2 separate regions of the Hordeum vulgare genome follow, and region 2 is linked to region 1. Evidence: chromatin contacts called from public Hi-C data. All regions are on one chromosome and are shown on one strand. The core of a region is the stretch at or near the end of the contact, and the rest is flanking DNA. Distances in the headings are between cores, read along the strand shown. Region 1 holds the start of LOC123444212. Region 2 holds the start of LOC123440139 (bidirectional sugar transporter SWEET2b-like).

Region 1 (5,920 bases), core at 2,062-4,561:
AATTTATTGAAATACCCATTGATTTTTTTAAGTTCATTACAACATCAACCATGATCGTCTTTAATTTACTGACTGTAAATTAATTATCTCTGGTTTACCCATAGAGGTAACATATGGCTATTGAATTTGAGGTATTCGCCCTCAATGGCCGCCACTGCCCTATCTGGGCCATGGACATCATGATTGCTCTTGTGTCTCGTGGGATAATGTGTGGAATCCAGGATTCACTTCTGATCGGGATCACAACGCTACTATTGTGATCCAGGATTCAGATCTCAGCATCTGGTTATTTTGTATCAAGAATTCCTGGGATACAATGACTCAAGGGTAAAGGTTTGAAATTCACTTCAACCTTCAACCCGACATCACCAATGATGACATGACACTATGAGCACGGAGAACGTGATGGTACCGACATGTTTGGAGACTATGAAAGTCTATCAGTCTCGTGAGTGGTCAATATAATTTATGTCCATTTATGATGTTATAGCAACAACATAAGTATTGTTGTCGTCATATATTGTATCAGCATTTTGGTACAAATATATTTGTATGTATTCTATTTATCTGAGAGTGATTTTCATACTGAAAATCTTCATGTCTATATATAGATTTCTACGAGGGTTAGTCTGATGAAATATGATATGTGCCTTATGGACATATGCACCACGACTCTATCCTCAACGAAGTGAAATGTTTTCACTCTCGTTGAGAGAAACGAGATATTTTAAAATTGCTAGACGCGAAGAGGTATTTGTTGGCTCAACTCGAGTCATATTTACTATCCCTGTGGGTACTCGAGTAATGTCAAGATGTTTTATTGGTTCTCGGTTTACCTCGTACCCTACTAAACTATAGAGGTATCCGTCAAAACAGTTTCCATAGTGAAACTTATGATGACAACAAAGAGGAATATATTCTCTTTACCATATGCAACAGATATGGCAAGCACATTCTCTATGTATCATCCGGATTGTACTACACATATTACAAAGCCCGTAGCACATGTTGCGCCCAAGATAGTTTCCTTAAATGTCTTGTACATGACAAACTTGGCATACTCTCCTTGGTCATCGAGACATTGGGTTGAAACCGGAACTATCAACAATTCCAATAGTTTATGATTATTATGATGTTAAATTCTAACGATATTTGGATTTTTTGTGCACTACATGTGACACGGTGAAGCTAATTTTAAGGCTCGCGCACCTTAAAGTCTACGCTGAACCACTCAGACTCCTTGAATGCATCAAGTTGAGGTAAGTGGCTCTTTCCATCCATTGACTAGAATATTCGGGTGTTCCATGGTTCTAAAAGGCACATCTACATGATGGTCTTAAGTGTGTGCTTTATTCACACAAAAACCATTGGCTCATTATCCTGACATTGATTTCAAGCAAATCAAATGGACAAGTTGCTGAATTCTCCTTGAGTGCCTTCTCTATGGCCCTTGAATTGAAGTTTAGCAATTTGTCATATTTGTCTAGACTCAAAATGGTTTGATAGAATCATATCCAAAGAATTAAGCCCATTGCATTATCTTTACTTTGGAATTGCAACTTACCAACTTTACCTTGGAGTCATGCAGTTTTACACGCTCATGACAAAACTGCATAATATTATTCCCCTCTATCTTTGATACGTGGAAATCTACCAAGTATTTTTCCCATTTGCAGTAATTCGGTTGGATACCGATATCATCACCCCGCATACATCATTGGCCCCTCAACATATAGTTGGGATCTATATGAGGAATATCTATATGAGGAATAACTGTATTTTCGTCAATACCTCAAGCCCCTCGCATGGGGAGTTATTCAAGGCCAGTATAATGATTCATGAGGAATATTTCCAGGCATTAGGGGAGATTTCAACATTGGCCCCCCAACATATAGTTGGGATCTATATGAGGAATAATTATATTTCTGTCAATACCTCAAGCCCCTCGCATGGGGAGTTATTCAATCCAGTATGCTGATTCATGAGGAATATTTCCAGGCATTAAGGGAGCTTTCAAGTACCATAAGGCATTAAGGGAGCTTTCTAAATTGAAATGCAAAATGCAACATACATTGTGTAAAGATCGGTAAGTCACCATACGACTTATTGTTGTCGGTGCATATGATAGAACCGACGTAGTGAGTTTCTTATGCACAAGGATTACACGTACAATTATGATTATTTATAATTGTGTGTCTGCAATGACAACACATGTATTCATCTAAATGAAGGAGTTGTAGCAACATGTCAAACACATATATCCTTATTTTTCCCACAGGTTTTTGGAGGAATTACACTAACAAGCATGGATTAGGAGGAGTGTTAGGATTTCATTAATCTTATTAATCCCTAGTTTTCCTAACCGAGGAGGTTGCCTCGTGTCCCTTCGGCCGCACCCCTTCGGGGCTATATATATTTATCTACCACCGGTGGTAGTTACCACCACTTGCTTTTTGTTTGTTGTATGTAATATCTATCAAATCAAAGAGTATGTACGCGTAGTATGTAGTATATAATAATGTTTTGGTAGTATATATACTATTTTTTGCTAGTATGTATCATATTTTGTGTATGTTCTTTTTTACGTACAAAAATATATGTATTTCACAAATATAATAAAAATTATGGGGTAACTTGTAATTTTTTTTATGGAACTCACTTTAAAAAATCTAATATATAATATATAAACATAATAAAAATGATAAAATAATATATATACTACAACATGATAGTATATGCGACATGTGGGATAACTATTCCTCATCCAGGGTGACGAATAGCGCGATATATAAGAATAGTTATTCCTCACCCCACCCCGTCTCCCACGATCAAAAGATAAGGAAGAAAACTAAGTAAGGTAAGATTACAACGTGATAAAAAGAAAAGGTAAGATTACGACCTAAAAAAAAGGAAATCCTCTCTTTCGTGAAGAAAATAACGATCATAAAATTATCTCATGCATGTGAAAAAATTACGTCCTGACCAGGACGAGGAATAACTTATTCCTCACCCTGGGTGTTTAATAGCGTAACTATATGTATGTGTAATCCATCATCAATGAGAACAACTATTCACTTTACATATTTTATCTTATCTCTCGTTTCCTACTCTAAACATTTTTTTACAAGATCCACGGACAGAGGGGTAGAACGCCCCTTGTCCTACAACATGTTTGCGAAAATTTATTAAACAAAATAGATATTTTCTAATCTAAAGGGAGAGAAAAATCCATGTCCGTAAATGGGCCGACCCAATTAGACCCCAATTAGACGAGCACCCACAAAAGCCCACCCACCCACCCGGTCTCTCGTCTCTCTCAAACCCTCGCTCCCTCCCCGAGATCTGTCTCTACCCCACAGAAGAAATCCTTCAGCCGCCGCCGTCGCCGCCGAAATCGAAATAATGTCGCCACCGGTCTTGACCACGGTCGTCACCGGCATGGTGCTGGCCACGGGAACTGTTGAGCTCGTGAGGGGCGCCGTGGACGCCATCTCCGCCCTGGCAGAGAGAAATTGCAGCAAGTGCAATCTCAAAGTTAAGATCGGGGAGATGGTAAAGCACCTCGAGGATCATCTGTGAGTAGTATTTCGACCCGACCAAACCCCTCTCTCCCTGCGACTCCTCCTTCCTCCATCCTCTGTGGTATTGGGTTCCCTGCGACTCCTCCTTCCTCCCTCCTCTGTGGTGTTGGGTTCGTTACCTCGAGTCAGAGCAGACGAGACTGAGAGATTGCGTGGGTGGTTGCAGTGACGAAGACGAGATGCTGTACGCTAAGGACAAGGAAGCAATGGAGCGCAAGCTCGAGCTGATGTATGTCCCGTCTTTGACACCCTCCCTCCCTTCTCTGTTTGGCATGGAGGTTCTCTCGTGACGGACCAGATTGACTACGTGCAGGGAACAACTGGAGAAGAGGCTAAGGGATGACAAAGCAGATCTCATGCATAAGCTGGAGACCATGTGCGTGCGTCCTAGCTTGAATGACTTCCTTTTTTGTTTTTCACCTCCCAAGCTGACCGTCATTTCAGTGATAATGCACACAAGGTGGAGAAGAGGCGACTCAAGGTCGAAAAGGCTGAGCTCAAGGAGGAGCTGCTGCAGGCCAAAATCAAGGAGGCCCGGTTGAAAGACCTGGCACTGTCGGAAATCAGAATCAGGTGTGAAGTTTGCTCCGAGTCTCTGCTTGCCAAAAACAGAGATGCTCATATGGAGATTCATAGGTACTCTTCTAGGACAAAATCATGACTGTCATTCTGTGCAGGTTAAGTTGGAATAATCTGTTGTATATGAACCTAAATTAGTACCTACTGTACATCTCTACTTTCATCTCTGTTGTCAACATCTAAAAATTGTGTGGCACCTCTGCAGAAAGGAGCATAAGGTCATGAGCAAGTACTACCGTATGTTGCGCAAATAGTGTTTACTGAACCATTTGTGAGCACACCAAAGGTAAAACACTTGTACCTCTTCTCATCTCATGATATGGTAATTTAAATTTGTCTAATAGCAGGCCTGCTCGCATTCATTCTCATGGTTCAGCAGCAAATCTGGACCTACCCTCTAAATAGAACACCTGCTCGACTGTGGTAACAACCCTGTCAATAAGTTTATACAATCAACGGTTTATCAAGTTCGCTTTACAGGCTTGTATAAGAAAAATACATCCGCTTCAATCTCACTAGCTCATTTGCACAAATAGGGCATACAAATACTGTTCAAGTTTCACCCTCTCCTGCAGAAGGTGCTGCATCTTTTATAAATTGATGCTATTAAAACATTACCATCAGTTTTGTGAAGTTGTTTGATGTGAAGCAGCTATTGAGTATTGACTGATGTCTCTTTGCCAAACTGCTACTATTGACAGCACACTCATGCTTTTTGGGCTCTATGTTTATTTATTTACACGATACTAACATAGTTCTTCCAGACTGAGGAGTAATTCTGCTAAACTACTGCTATTGACATCATACTCATGCTTTTTGAGCTCTCTTTGAACTGAAATGCAAATAGCGAGGATTAATAGTGATGCAAGGCTTTTAAAATGAACAGCAGAAATTAGTTTTGTACCCTTAGACAGAGATAATGTTGTCAAGCGCTTAACCATGCTAACTTGCTTTAATAATGTTGTGAAACATGCTTCATGTTCATAGCTCGAACTTGTTTCTATGTTTATTTATCTGCACCATGCTAACATAGTACTCCCTCTGTCTGGAATTACTTGTTGCTCAACGGATGTACTATTGAGCTAGATACATCCGTTTGAGCGGCAAGTAATTCCGGACTGAGGAGTATTTGATAATGTTGTGAAATTGTTTGATGCGGAGCATGCTTCATATTCATAGCATGAACTTGTTTCTAAGGGCAGATGTTCTTTTGTTAAACTGGTGCTATTGACAGCATATTCATGTTTTTTTGAGCTCTCAATGAAGTGAAATGCAACTAGCGAGGAATAATAGTGGTCCAAGGCTTTCAAAGTGAAGAGCAGAAATTAGTTTTCTACCCTCGCTTGTTTTTAATAATGTTGTGAAACATGCTTCATGTTCACTGCTTAACCATGCCTAACATGTTTTTAATAATGTTGTGAAACAAGCTTCATGTTCTTAGCTCGAACTTTGTTTCTTAAGGACATGCCTCTTTCATTAACTGGTGCAACTGAAAAAAAAAATGCCTCACTCATGCTTGATTTTGAGCTCTATGAACTGAATGTCCTTGGCTCTCTCAAAATGAAGAACAGAAATTACTTTAGTACCCCAAATAGGAAGAAACCCCAAGCATCTTTATTTATTTACACCTTCACTTTGTGAAACTGCCCAACCATGCTAACATATTTAATAATGTTGTGAAGCTGACTACCAATTTGAGGTGAAGCATGCTTCATATTCGTAGTACAAACTTGTTAAGGACAGATGCTTCTTTGCTAAAC
Region 2 (6,105 bases), core at 1,506-4,005, 470 kb before region 1:
CGGATGATGAATCGGAGGAAGATGAAGATGAAGATGAAGATGAAGACGAGGACGAGGATTGATGTGGGCATGTATTTGAACTAGTGGGTATGAACTTGGTTGAATGATTTTGTGGGCATGAACTTTTTATGTCATCATGAACTTATTTGTGTGATTTAAATTATGTCATGTCTTTGTTTTGATGTTCAAAATTGATTTTGTCTCAAAATGGGTCAAAAATGCAACACATGACAAGCGTCGGCTGCTCGTGTGCGCTGCATTTTAGCACGCCTACTGGAGCTATGTGCAGGCGCTGCATTTTAGCACGCCTGTTGGAGCCAGCGCTGGCCGCCGCGCTAAAACAGACAAACCGCATGCTGTAAACTGCATTTTACCGCGTCGCGGGTAACGCGGTTGTTGAAGATGTTCTTAGCAGTTCTATGTTCCAGGATCCATTACCATAAAGAAGTTCAGAAACAAATCTTATACGACATCATTTCTGGGGAGACACCGGTTTATAAGAATATGGTCGAGGGATCCTAATTAATTCTATTAATGGCTTGATTTTCAAATAATGTACGGACTCTCCAATTAGAAATAGAAATAAAATATACTCACTCCGTAAACTAATGTAAAAAACGTTTAGATCACTACACTCTTATACTCCCTCCGTAAACTAATACTTGTCCGTTTGTAAATACTCTCTCCGTTTCAAAATTCTTGTTTTAGATTTTTTTTAGATATGGCTGCATCTAGATACTAAAACGTGACCAGATGCATCCACATCTAAACAAAACCAAGATAATAATTTTGAGACGGAGGGAGTATATGTCATTTTAGAGATTCCACTATAGAACTATATAGGGAGCAAGATGAATGAATCTACACTTAATGTATGTCTATATACATCCGTATGTAGTTTTCTAGTGAAAACTCTATTTTTTTAGAAACGGAGGGAGTATAAGAGCATTCGGAACATTACTTTAGTAATCTAAATACTCTTATATTAGTTTACAGATGAAATACATGACATAAAATATGATGCGGTGGTATAAAATATACAAACATTCGAGACGAACTTTTTCGATACTTGTGAAGTAAAAATGCCCTGAATTGAAATATTTGTGTGGAGAAACATTTCATAAGTCATAACAAAGGCGGAATCAGAAAAACATTTCCCCTTTGCATTCTTTGGGAAAAGAATGACACGTTTGTATAAACAGAGGCATAGGCCAGCAAATCTGTACAGGCAGATTCAGCACCAACAAGGGAAAACAGGGCATGCAGTTCTCTCCTACAGAACCCTACACCCACACTTCCTAGCCAAGCTAAAACTGAGAATCGATCACTTGAGCTCTGATCAGGCAAGCAACGGCGCAGAGGAATCCTTGCACCTCCATTTCCTGCTGTAGTAAGCGTAGAGCGCCAACTGCGTTGCTCCCAGGACGACTCCAAGCCCGTTGGGCAGCTGAAAATTCAGACGGCGAGAAGTCCAATTGTCAGCACACGCATTCCGACAGATAAACTACAGCGATTCAAGCAAATGCAATTTGAAATCAGATCGGGTGCTTACATAGATGAAGAGATCGCGCAGCAGCACTCCGTATATCGCGAAGGAGGCGCTCATCAGCAGCGTGGAGAGCGAGAGGTAGAAGGGCATGAACTCCACGCACTCCGTCCGGATCACCACGCCCTGAAGAACCAACCATGGAGACACGCGTCAGAACAGTTCCATACCACTCTGTTGCGCGCCGATTGCGTACGTAAAAAGGGGATGATCTAGGTAGGAGAATTTTTTATCAGGAGCCCAGCTTGATGATTGGGAGGCGTACCATGACGGCTAGCGGGGAAGCAAACATGGAGATGAGCGACGCCATGCTGACGGCGCCGACGAACTGCTGCCGGGTCGGCTGGTCGAAGAAGGTGAGGCTCGCGTGCGCGACGAGGGCGAACGCGCAGACTAGGAGAACCAGGAGCCCTACCATCCTCAGCTGTGGAGGAAATGGATAAAAGATTTCAGTACAGGAACAGGAAGAAGTACTAACGTTTGACTGCTTCTCAGATGAAAGTGGAACGGGTTCAGCCAGGACGGGGAGGAAATTACCCTGGTCTTTCTGCTGTCGGCGTAGATGAAGAAGAGACAAATGTAGGCGAGCTGGAACGCGGCTCCGGTGCCGTTGACGGTGGCGACGAGCAGCCGGCCGTCGGAGACCCAGGGGAGGCCATACCAGAGGCAGATGAAGCAGTTGAGCAGGGAGAGCAGGTAAGGGAGCCCGTCGAACTGCTCCGTGGACTTGGCCTTGAGGATCCTCTTGAAGGTCGGCCTGAAACACAGTCCGTCGTCAGAAACCTCTCTCCACGACGATCAAGAGAACACAACACAGCACGCGTATATGTAACTATGTATGCTTACACTGGGGACAGGAAGAGAGCGAAGGCGAAGAGGTTGCCGGCAAAGCCAGCGGCGAAGCAGGAGATCTCGTAGAGGGAGAGGGAGTCCATGACCATGGATGAAAGGTTGAAGAAGCCTCCTTGTACTGTATCTTGGCTCGCTCTTTCCACGTCTGCCCTCCTTGCTCTTTACACCGGAACCCCGTGGCTTTTGTAGCGGGCGGCACGGCACGAGCCAGTCGGCGACGCGCAACCCCAGAGCCACAAGTTTGATTGTATGGTTGAATCGTCGGCAACCTAGCGCCTCTTCTCCGTGGAACGGGAGACTGCGAGCGATGGCCTCCACTCGCTCGCCAGTTAACCAAGAACTCGTCTCGCCTCTGCTGATACCGGGGCCTTCATTTCGTTGTCGTGGATCGCATGGACGTGGTCCGCGGTGCCATCAATATGTTTATTGTCAGGTAGCTCATTACTGACAAGATCATTCATCATTACCAGCTTTACGAAAAATAAATTTACTGCCTGCTAGTATGCAGTATGTGCACTGCCAGCTAGGATCTGAAGCATCTTTCCTGGCGTCCCAGGTGGTTCATTCTGGGCTGGATAGCGGATCCTCCTCATGAACAAAAATCGGCCGAGTCACTGCTTAAACATGTGGCCCAAAAGGTTGGATGGCCACCGCTTGCTCGTTCTATTTGTTTGACGCGATGGTCTCCGGCCGTGGCAACCAGATGATTGGACGGCCACCAGCACCTGCACCTCCGAGAAGCGGATGACAAAAGGCGCGTGTGAGGCTGACACGCAACACCATTTCACTGCTTAGAAATGGACTGGCTAAATTCAGCACGGAGAAATGCAATTCTGTGCTCAAAACTTGCCATGACTTGGTCCCACCAAATATGAGCGGCTACACCATCTTTCGGACATGATCGGAGTAAACATTTACACACTTCATGTTTTTCTTCCTTTTTAGTCTTCCAACTGATTTTCAATTCAAAGATGTAATAGAAAGTTGACCTGGGATTTGCAAGGATAAAGAGGCCAGCTCAAATCAACAAAATCAACACGGTGGTCAGTCTTTTCCTTAAAATTGCGAGTAAAGACCACGAAAAGCAAGCAATGTGGTTCAACTATTGGAACACAAGGAGAAGGCAAGCAAGGTAAGTCTACAAGGCAGATACATGCACGCTGCGAGACAGCAAATTCAAGAGTAACTAATGAGGTTCCAGCATGTGCCCTCAACACATATAAAAGAGCTTACCCCACACACAACAGGATCTTCATTTTCATTCCTGTATTGAACATTCTAATATGCTGTGGAGCTAGTACTCCCTCCGGTCCTTTTTACTCCGCATATTAGATTTCGGTCAAGTCAAACTTTGACCAAATTTATATTAAAAAATATCAATATCTACAATACCAAATATATACATTATGAAACTACATTTCGTAAAGAATCTAACAATATTAATTTGGCATGATGAATGTTCATAATTTTTTTTATAAGTTTGGTCAAAGTAGAGATACTTTGACTTTGGACAAAACTTATATGCAGAAAAAAAGGACCAGAGGGAGTATTTAAGACGACGATAAAGAACATCTCAAATTGTAACAGAGCCATTAAAAGGGACGTAACAGATGATACCTCCCGACAAATAAGTATAGAAAGTAAAGACCAAAATTTTCACTGTTGACCCACTTTTTAACTCATATGCTACAAGGACAGCAGAACCTAGAACATACTCCACTAGACAAGGGGGGGTAATATTCAGAATACTACACCCAGGATTTTAACCACAACCAATACAATGTAACTTTGCACAGCAAGATACGGTAAACACGGGTGGAGAGAAGCATCAGCTCGATGTCAATTCGAAATCCTTCCAACTCCATCTTCTGCGTGAGCACTCAACGAGCCTAGTTACAAGTACCCATCAGCTTTGCACAACTTTGCATCTTCTGCCTTCTTGCTTCCCAAGTTCCTTCCAATTCATGTACCTGAGCATAACAAGGGCCTTTCATGAAACTGGTAAGGAGATATAAATTAGTATGAATGAAAGGACAAGCACGAGACAGTGCATCATCAGCCAAGATTCATTATCTACATCAAAGGGTCACTATAATCTTTTACGAAGGTGATGTTATCTAAGTCTTGACAGATTCATAAGTTTATTATCCACATTTTCGTACAGATAAAATAATACTCCCTCCGTCCCAAAATTCTTGTCTTAGATTTGTGCACGTTTTAGTATTTTGATATATCCATTTCTAGACAAACCTAAGACAAGAATTTTGGGACGGATGGAGTAGTAAAAATAAAGAGTGCATCGTGGATAGATTGCAGATGCATTCCTCAAATGAAATCAGCCGACTATCCTAGTTAACTGAGTGATATGTTAGTACTTAACAGCTACCGAGTTATCTGTTTTTAAAATGAGTAAGAGCACAGAAAATATCGCTAGAAAAGATGTCTCCTAATTTTCCTCGTGTAGCAGGGAGCAGGTTCTTCAAAATAGCACAAAGAAGGTGTCTCCTAGTCCTCATATGAGCTAGCAGGAAAACAAACATAAAAACACATGAAATTTGGGAAATACTTTTAATATAAATAACATGACTGTTCCCCATTAATATAAAAAATGTAGGGTGCAATTTTGTGTAGATGGATACTGCAATTTGCAATGAAGTTGAATGAATAGTGTGTCCTCATAAATGTTTCATACCTAACAGTGTCCAAATACTACACCGTATAGCATAAGCTCTTGAAACAACTATAGCACATGTTAGGCTTACCAAACTTCTAACATATTCTCTGCCAAATAAATGACTATTAGGATATAAGGAACAGTACTACTCCGGCCTCTCATAAATGCAGCACAATCAAATTTATTCAGGTACCATATCACACAACGCATGCATGGCTCATTGACATCTTCCAGGTAACTCCATCCTAAGCTTTTGATATAAGAAATCAGTTCTTTCATCTTTGTACAAAGCTCATTACATGTATGAGATTATGAATTCTAGCATGATAAGATGCCTCCATACATATTGGAAAGATTTATATGCCCAGAATGGTGCTTCTATTGTACAGATAACTCTTGGTGAAAATAAGGGGAGCATTAAGATTGAAGAAATATTTACATGGTACGAGAGCTACTCTACTAATAAACCTAGCAGTCATAAAAAAATTGAAAGATTAAAAGCCACATGTAAAAATTATCTTAGAGAACTTGTTCAAAGTTTTCTTCTGGCATCATTTTCTCTTAACTCAGTAAAATATGTTTCCAGCTGTAGAAATATGGTGTCAGCAGTTGCGAATACTTTAAGACGGAAAGGTAAAATCACAAGTGCTGCTACATTTGATCCTACAAAAACAATTCAAGACATGTTTGTATTGAATATGATAAGTGCCAATACCAGGAGCATACCAATTTATAAAGAAGGGTCGTGGATTGTGAGCAGAACACGATAGAAAGACAAAGACTTTAATATGTCCCTTTGAACATGAGATGCGGAATTGAAGTTAGTATTTACTGAATGGGCTGTGCTCCTGCCATTTACCGAACAAATGATTCAAGTTCCCCAGTTGCATCCAATTGTTTTAGTACAGATTCCAGATGTTAAGTTATGCATAGGGAATACAAATCTGCATCTCATGTTCAAAGGTGCAGCACACAAGGTTTTGTTCACTCACAATCACACAATTTGCACAGAATTCATACAAACAATTGACTG

What was found. A called contact is a pair of places that touch in the nucleus more often than the background predicts.
Region 2: a contact with region 1 is called in a Hi-C map of seedling, with 5 times the contacts expected there. The contact joins the promoter of LOC123440139 here to the promoter of LOC123444212 in region 1. A contact is called at or near these places in 4 of 6 Hi-C or Micro-C datasets (leaf, seedling and an unstated tissue) and 1 of 1 datasets of contacts at active chromatin or transcription factors (embryo).

The regions. Positions count from the first base shown.
Region 1 is chr3H:451,423,389-451,429,308 of MorexV3_pseudomolecules_assembly, reverse strand. LOC123444212 reads left to right here and starts at 3,311. Exons shown (of 6, transcript XM_045120850.1): 1 at 3,311-3,575; 2 at 3,748-3,810; 3 at 3,895-3,957; 4 at 4,026-4,154; 5 at 4,366-4,446. The coding sequence starts at 3,403. The coding sequence ends at 4,414. LOC123444213 reads right to left here. Exons shown (of 5, transcript XM_045120864.1): 5 at 4,227-4,592. The coding sequence ends at 4,558.
Region 2 is chr3H:451,895,244-451,901,348 of MorexV3_pseudomolecules_assembly, reverse strand. It overlaps LOC123440139 (bidirectional sugar transporter SWEET2b-like), which reads right to left and starts at 2,755. Exons shown (of 5, transcript XM_045116711.1): 1 at 2,393-2,755; 2 at 2,084-2,303; 3 at 1,812-1,970; 4 at 1,553-1,672; 5 at 1,143-1,447. The coding sequence starts at 2,487. The coding sequence ends at 1,340. LOC123444214 (cytochrome c1-like) reads right to left here. Exons shown (of 4, transcript XM_045120867.1): 4 at 3,972-4,396.